Regions from separate parts of the Sus scrofa genome. Here region 2 is linked to region 1. Evidence: chromatin contacts called from public Hi-C data. All regions are on one chromosome and are shown on one strand. The core of a region is the stretch at or near the end of the contact, and the rest is flanking DNA. Distances in the headings are between cores, read along the strand shown. Region 1 holds the start of TOP2B (topoisomerase (DNA) II beta). Region 2 holds the start of OXSM (3-oxoacyl-[acyl-carrier-protein] synthase, mitochondrial).

Region 1 (2,930 bases), core at 73-2,572:
TTTCAGAAGTTGTTTGATTTCAGTAACAAGGCTAAAGGCCATCAATTTTAGAAAATGCTTCTTTTCCATTTATGCATGCCTCCTCCACCTCATGTTCACATGGACTGTTAACTTATTATCTGACATTTTATCCCTCCTGGCTCTAGTCTGTTCATACTACATTACTGAAATAACCTACAGAATTTGGCGAGATCCAACAATAAGAGTCTGGCGAGTTATTTTGCAAAGCATCTTGGCATACAAACATGAACAGTTAAAATATTTTTGTTATCAGTAACATGCTTGTTACAAAGAATACTTGCCAATACAGCAGAACTGCTACTCGACTCACCTAAAGCTCATCCAAACAAAGAGAAAAATGAAGAACTTAATAAAAAATGCCAATTTGAAAGTTTACCTAGGTGTTTTGAAAAAGCGAAGGTCCATTGAAAGTCCCTGAGAAACGCAACGCGTTTTATTTTTCTCCTGGATACCTAGTCAGTTGGCTGAGCTGGACTTTCCGTGCGTGTAGGAAATGACCCTGGTCTGAACTCTATGCTGAGCAAGTGAAATGCGGGTGAATTATCGATCCGCCGTGGGAATCAGACCTCTCTAGGTCTTCCCTCCTCTACTACTTCCTGGCAGGAAGTGAGCGCCAAAACCCTTTAACTCCTGAACAAATGACTTTGGTCGCCAATCCAACAATCTCCATTCAGCCCCCACCCGGTTTCACCTGCGATGCTGACGCAGGTGAGCCCTTCTTGGAATAATCCCACTGTGACAGATGGACGATCTACAGTATATCAACTGCTGTGAAAGGGCCACCCCGAATGCACCGTCGACTAAGACTCTCCGAACCGCAGTGAAAAAACTGCTGTAGCCGAATTCCCCACCAAATCCATTCTTCTTTTGAGAGATCAGAGCGTCAGGAATGGTTGCATTTGCAACACATATGCGCGCGCCCCTCTCCCCGGGATTATTTTAGGGCACATTGGAGAAAGTGCTGACCCACACGGACACACACGCATTACTGCCATCGGATCACCTCAGGTGCCTGCCCTGGAAAGATGAGGCGGGGCGCCTGTCCTGTCCCTGGCTGGTCCCCCAAAGTTTCAAGTGCACAGGACACTCCCGAATCCCGAGCCTCCGGAGGCAGAGAAGAAAGAAGGGCGGGAGCTGAGGTTCTGCAGCGGGAGCCCCGACCGGCCCAGCTCAGGACCGGACTTCCCCGCCCCCGCCCGGGAACAATGCCGCGCCCCGACCCCCGCGCCGCCCGCCACTCACCACCCAAGTCAGCGCCGCGTCGCCGCCGACTCCCGCGCCTCCGCCGCCCGCCTTGGCCATGGCGCCCGCTCCCGGGCCGAAGCCGCGCCGCCTCCCGCGCTGCCGCTCCGCACCACCGCCCGGCCGCCGAGCCCTAGCGGCGCCGCCCCCCGCGCCCCATCGCCGAGGCCCGGGCGCTCGCCTAGCTGAGCCCGCCGAGGAGGCCGCGCCGCTCGCAGCCCTCAAACTCGAGGCGCGCGGCCGCGCCGCCCGGGCCTAGCGCGGCCGCCCAGGCGGAGGCGCGCGAGCAGGAAGCGGGCGGCAGCGGCGGCAGCTGGGCGGCGGCGCGGCCTCCTGCCCGGGGCCCGAGCGCAGGCGGCGAGCGGCCGGCAACCCGGCGTCCGGACGTGGCGAGAACGAGGAGGCGCCCGGTCCTTCCTCAGGATCCTCGAAGGCCGCCGCCCGGGGAGCAGGAGCGGGTGGCCGCTGCCACAGAAGGCGCCTGCGTCGGCGGATCGGCAGCCCGACTTCCTCACACACAGTCGCCGAGAGGGACAATGAGCAGATCCGCCGCTGCCGCGGTCGCCTCCCTCTCGTCCGGCATAACACCGCACACACTCTCACTTGGGGGAGGGCTGGGGGGCCGCGGGAGGGAGGGCGCGGCGGCCGGCTGTCAGTCACGCCGCAGCGTCCAATAGGGCCCTGTTGGCCAACCTGCCGACCAATCACAAAATTCTATGCCCCCGGAGGGGCGGCACCCAAGGGCACACGTCATTGCGGGTAGCAACCGAAGGGAAGACTTGAGGCTTTTTTGTTTGTGTGTGTGGCCATTTGAAGGGAGAGCAGGGGCTGCTGTCAAGGGTCGTTGGAGGGCGGCAAAGGGAAGGGGTCGAATTGGTCTTTGGTTGTCTTTAATCCTTCAAGCGTGCCTTTGAAGATCTGCTGGCGAAGCCAAGGAGCTTCTTTGCCTGGGGCCGCGGGGGCGGGAGGGGGGGCGGGGGCAGGAAGGAGCCGGAGGCCGTCCCGAAGGGGAAAGTATTTTTAAAGAGCGGTTGTAAACCACAGGCAGCACGTTGCAGATCGCTGGTGCAAGGAGGGCCGATGACCTCCGCTCCCCAAGCCCCGGGTGGACGCTGCTGTAAAAGAATTCTTGCTCAGACCTTCCCCTCCTCCATCTCTTTTCTCCCTGTCCTTCCCTTACCTCAAAAGAAAACTGGTTTAGTTTCAGGAAAACTGCTTTTAAAGAACTTAAATGGTAACAGAGGCACGGAGAACGTTCTCAGGAAAGAATGCCAGGTGGGTTGAAGGTTCTATGCTACCCTTTGATGACCTTCTCTCTCCTCTGAACAATGCAGAGATGTCACTGTCACGTCTCATTCTCTTCTGTCCAGAACTGTGCCCGCTGCCTCTAAGCGCTCTAATTTTTTAATTTTCAAATGCACACTAAGGAATGATTTCGTGCACATTGAAGCTTTCTAAGAAAGAAATTACCCACACAGCCTCACCATAGTCTGGCAGACGGAAGATGGCTTTACTTTGCCCTGCTTTTCTATGTAACTCCATCGTGTGCCAGGCTCTGCCATGGGCTCGAGACAGTAACGGGTCCCCTAATTTCAAGCCATTTATACCGTGGCTCATGAAACAGACTAAAGGGGAGTTAACTGTCACCAAATGAGTACTTGAGGGCA
Region 2 (3,017 bases), core at 41-2,540, 110 kb after region 1:
TAGAAAGAAACAAATATGCTGGGAGGTTTAGGTGTAGATTACAGGGTCAACCCTTTAGACCATATGGAAAAATGACACAAAACTCACACCTGGGACAGCATGTGAGCAACAAATGGTCATCTAAATAAATATTACATTGCTGATTTCTTGCTTCTTTATATTTTCATGGTTTTTTTCCCTTAGTAGATTCAGTCAACTCTGAACAAATGAATGTTATTAAAGTTTTCAAAAACAAATCAATGTCTCCATTCTTGTCAGACATTGGGTGTGGTATTTTGAGCACTGCCCCACATCTGAAAATAATTTTTTAAATGTAAAAGTAACTTTATATTACAAAAGCATTATTTGTATACTGCAGAAGAGAGTAAATAAAGCTAAGCAAAAATAAGAAAAACATCACGATCCTTGTACATGCTTGCAGGATCCCCCCCCCAAAATCGCTTTTTTTTTTTTTTTTGGTCTTTTCTTCGGCCGCTCTCGCAGCATATGGAGGTTCCCAGGCTAGGGGTCTAATCGGAGATGTAGCCACCGGCCTACGCCAGAGCCACAGCCACGCGGGATCCGAGCCGCGTCTGCAACCTACACCACAGCTCACGGCAACGCCGGATTGTTAACCCACTGAGCAAGGGCAGGGACCGAACCCGCAACCTCATGGCTCCTAGCCGGATTCGTTAACCACTGCACCACGACGGGAACTCCCCAAAATAAGAAAAACATCATGATCCTTGTACATGCTTGCAGAGTCCCCCCCCCCAAAAAAAATCGCTTTTTTTTGAAAATGGAAAAATACAAGTTACGACTTGTAACTCCTAACAGTTTCCACATTAATAAATATTCACTTATAAAATTATTTTAAATGGGTGCACAGTATTTCGATGTACCGCAAAGTACACAACCGATTTCCTAATGATGGGTATCTTGGTTAGTTCTACTTTCCTACTATAAACAGCTTTGGAAGATACAGCAATAGCTCTTAAGGATACAGTAACTTCTTTATTCTTCCCTAGAATTCCAAGAGACTATGATGGCGTCCCTTTTCCCACAACGGCGGAATATGTGGACATGATTGGTAGAAAAAAAAAAAAAAATTCCCTTTTTGATAGTAGGCTATTTCCCCGCACTGTGCGCACGTTCTAGCTTGTCCTCCACCCGCTGGGGCTGCGCGACGGACTTTTCAGCCCTGGAAGCCCAGGGGTTAGGCCTCCTCCACTGTCTGACCTCCGCCAAGGTGACGCAGAGGAAGGGAACCCGGCCCACCACGAGGACGTCAGGGGTGCGTGTGTGCGTGTGTGCGTGCGCGTCCCCTCGCGGGACGTGTGTGCGCGCGCGCGCCCCCCGCGGGCCTGCGCGTGCGTCGAGAACCGCGGCTACGCGGGCGGCGGGAGACGAGGTTCAGGTACCCACTGCTCGCTGCTCTCTTCCTCCCCCCCTGCATCGCCTGATCTGGTCGGGGTTGCTGGGGGAGAGGAGCATGGAGGACGTGGGTCTGGTTTCTCCTCCTCTTGCCATGCTTTCTCGGGTGCCGAGGGCTGTGCGTGGAGTCGGCCACACATCACCCCGCCCCCTCCCGCGCCTCCCCACCCTCCGGCGCCTCCCCACCCTCCGGCGCCATCCACCCCTCCGGCGCCTCCCCCCCTCCCGTTCCCCCTCTCCCGTTCCCCCCCTCCCGCGCCTCCCCACCTTCCCCCGCCCGCCTTTGACCTTCGGGTACCGGGAACCCTCTTTTACCTCCATGTTGAAGATCAAAAAAAATCCACTCCCTACCCCAAAGAATAGGCCCTGAAATGTGTTTTGTGCCACCCACTCCAGAAATACTGCTTATAATAAGGCCTCGGCGATCCTGAAAAAGGATGCTTCCTGCAGCCTGTACCAGGCTAGCAGTGCCATACATTCTCATTCTGTAGTTCTGTTGTGTTGAATCGAAAGAATCATCTTTTCACCTCTTTATCTTGGAATGTCTGAGGGTACTTAGAGTCAAAAACGAGTGTATTCCAAACAGGCAGTTTGATGACAAGTATAAATTAAAATCACGTAACCTTATTTTACCTGTACTCCTTAGCAGCTCACATGGAGCACCTGAAAAAACACCTCAGATATTGTTTCATAGGCTTTTAAGCTATTTAAACAACAGTGAGAACCTGTCAAGCATAGTGTTGTGATTTTTTACAGGAAATTTGCCGATATCTAAATCTCAACCATGCTGTCAAACTGCTTGCAAAATTTCCTGAAAATGGCAAACCCTCGTCTAATATATACAAGATTGTACCAGCGAGTAATTAGTGAAAGGAAGTTTTTTGGAACTGTACCAACATCCAGATCGCGCAGGCGTGTTGTCATTACAGGCATTGGCTTAGTAACTCCTCTTGGTGTTGGAACTCAACTGGTATGGGATCGTCTTATCCAGGGAGAGAGTGGAATCGTTTCGCTGGTTGGTGAAGAGTATAAGAGTATTCCTTGCAGTGTGGCTGCTTATGTGCCAAGAGGTTGTGATGAAGGTCAATTCAATGAACAAAACTTTGTGCCCAAATCAGACATCAAGTCCATGTCTTCTCCCACCATTATGGCCATTGGGGCTGCAGAGTTAGCCATGAAAGACTCCTGCTGGCATCCTCAGTCAGAAGCTGATCAAGTGGCTACAGGTGTTGCAATTGGCATGGGAATGGTTCCTCTAGAAGTTATTTCTGAAACTGCTTTGATGTTTCAGATGAAAGGTTACAATAAAGTCAGCCCATTCTTTGTCCCTAAGATTCTGGTCAGTATGGCAGCAGGCCAGGTCAGCATTCGATATAAACTCAAAGGCCCCAATCATGCAGTATCCACAGCCTGTACCACAGGAGCTCATGCAGTGGGAGACTCTTTTAGATTTATAGCCCATGGCGATGCTGATGTGATGGTGGCTGGAGGTACAGATTCTTGCATTAGCCCCTTATCACTTGCGGGGTTTTCCAGAGCCCGGGCTCTGAGCACAAACTCTGATCCTGCGTTGGCATGTCGACCATTTCATCCAAAGAGAGATG

What was found. A called contact is a pair of places that touch in the nucleus more often than the background predicts.
Region 2: a contact with region 1 is called in a Hi-C map of skeletal muscle, with 2.3 times the contacts expected there. The contact joins the promoter of OXSM here to the promoter of TOP2B in region 1. A contact is called at or near these places in 2 of 5 promoter capture datasets (fetal skeletal muscle and liver), 15 of 47 Hi-C or Micro-C datasets (alveolar macrophages, blood, brain and 9 more) and 2 of 2 datasets of contacts at active chromatin or transcription factors (alveolar macrophages and skeletal muscle).

The regions. Positions count from the first base shown.
Region 1 is chr13:12,573,720-12,576,649 of Sscrofa11.1, forward strand. TOP2B (topoisomerase (DNA) II beta) reads right to left here and starts at 1,323. Exons shown (of 37, transcript NM_001258386.1): 1 at 1,264-1,323. The coding sequence starts at 1,323.
Region 2 is chr13:12,684,603-12,687,619 of Sscrofa11.1, forward strand. It overlaps OXSM (3-oxoacyl-[acyl-carrier-protein] synthase, mitochondrial), which reads left to right and starts at 1,291. Exons shown (of 3, transcript XM_021071439.1): 1 at 1,291-1,396; 2 at 2,170-3,017. The coding sequence starts at 2,198.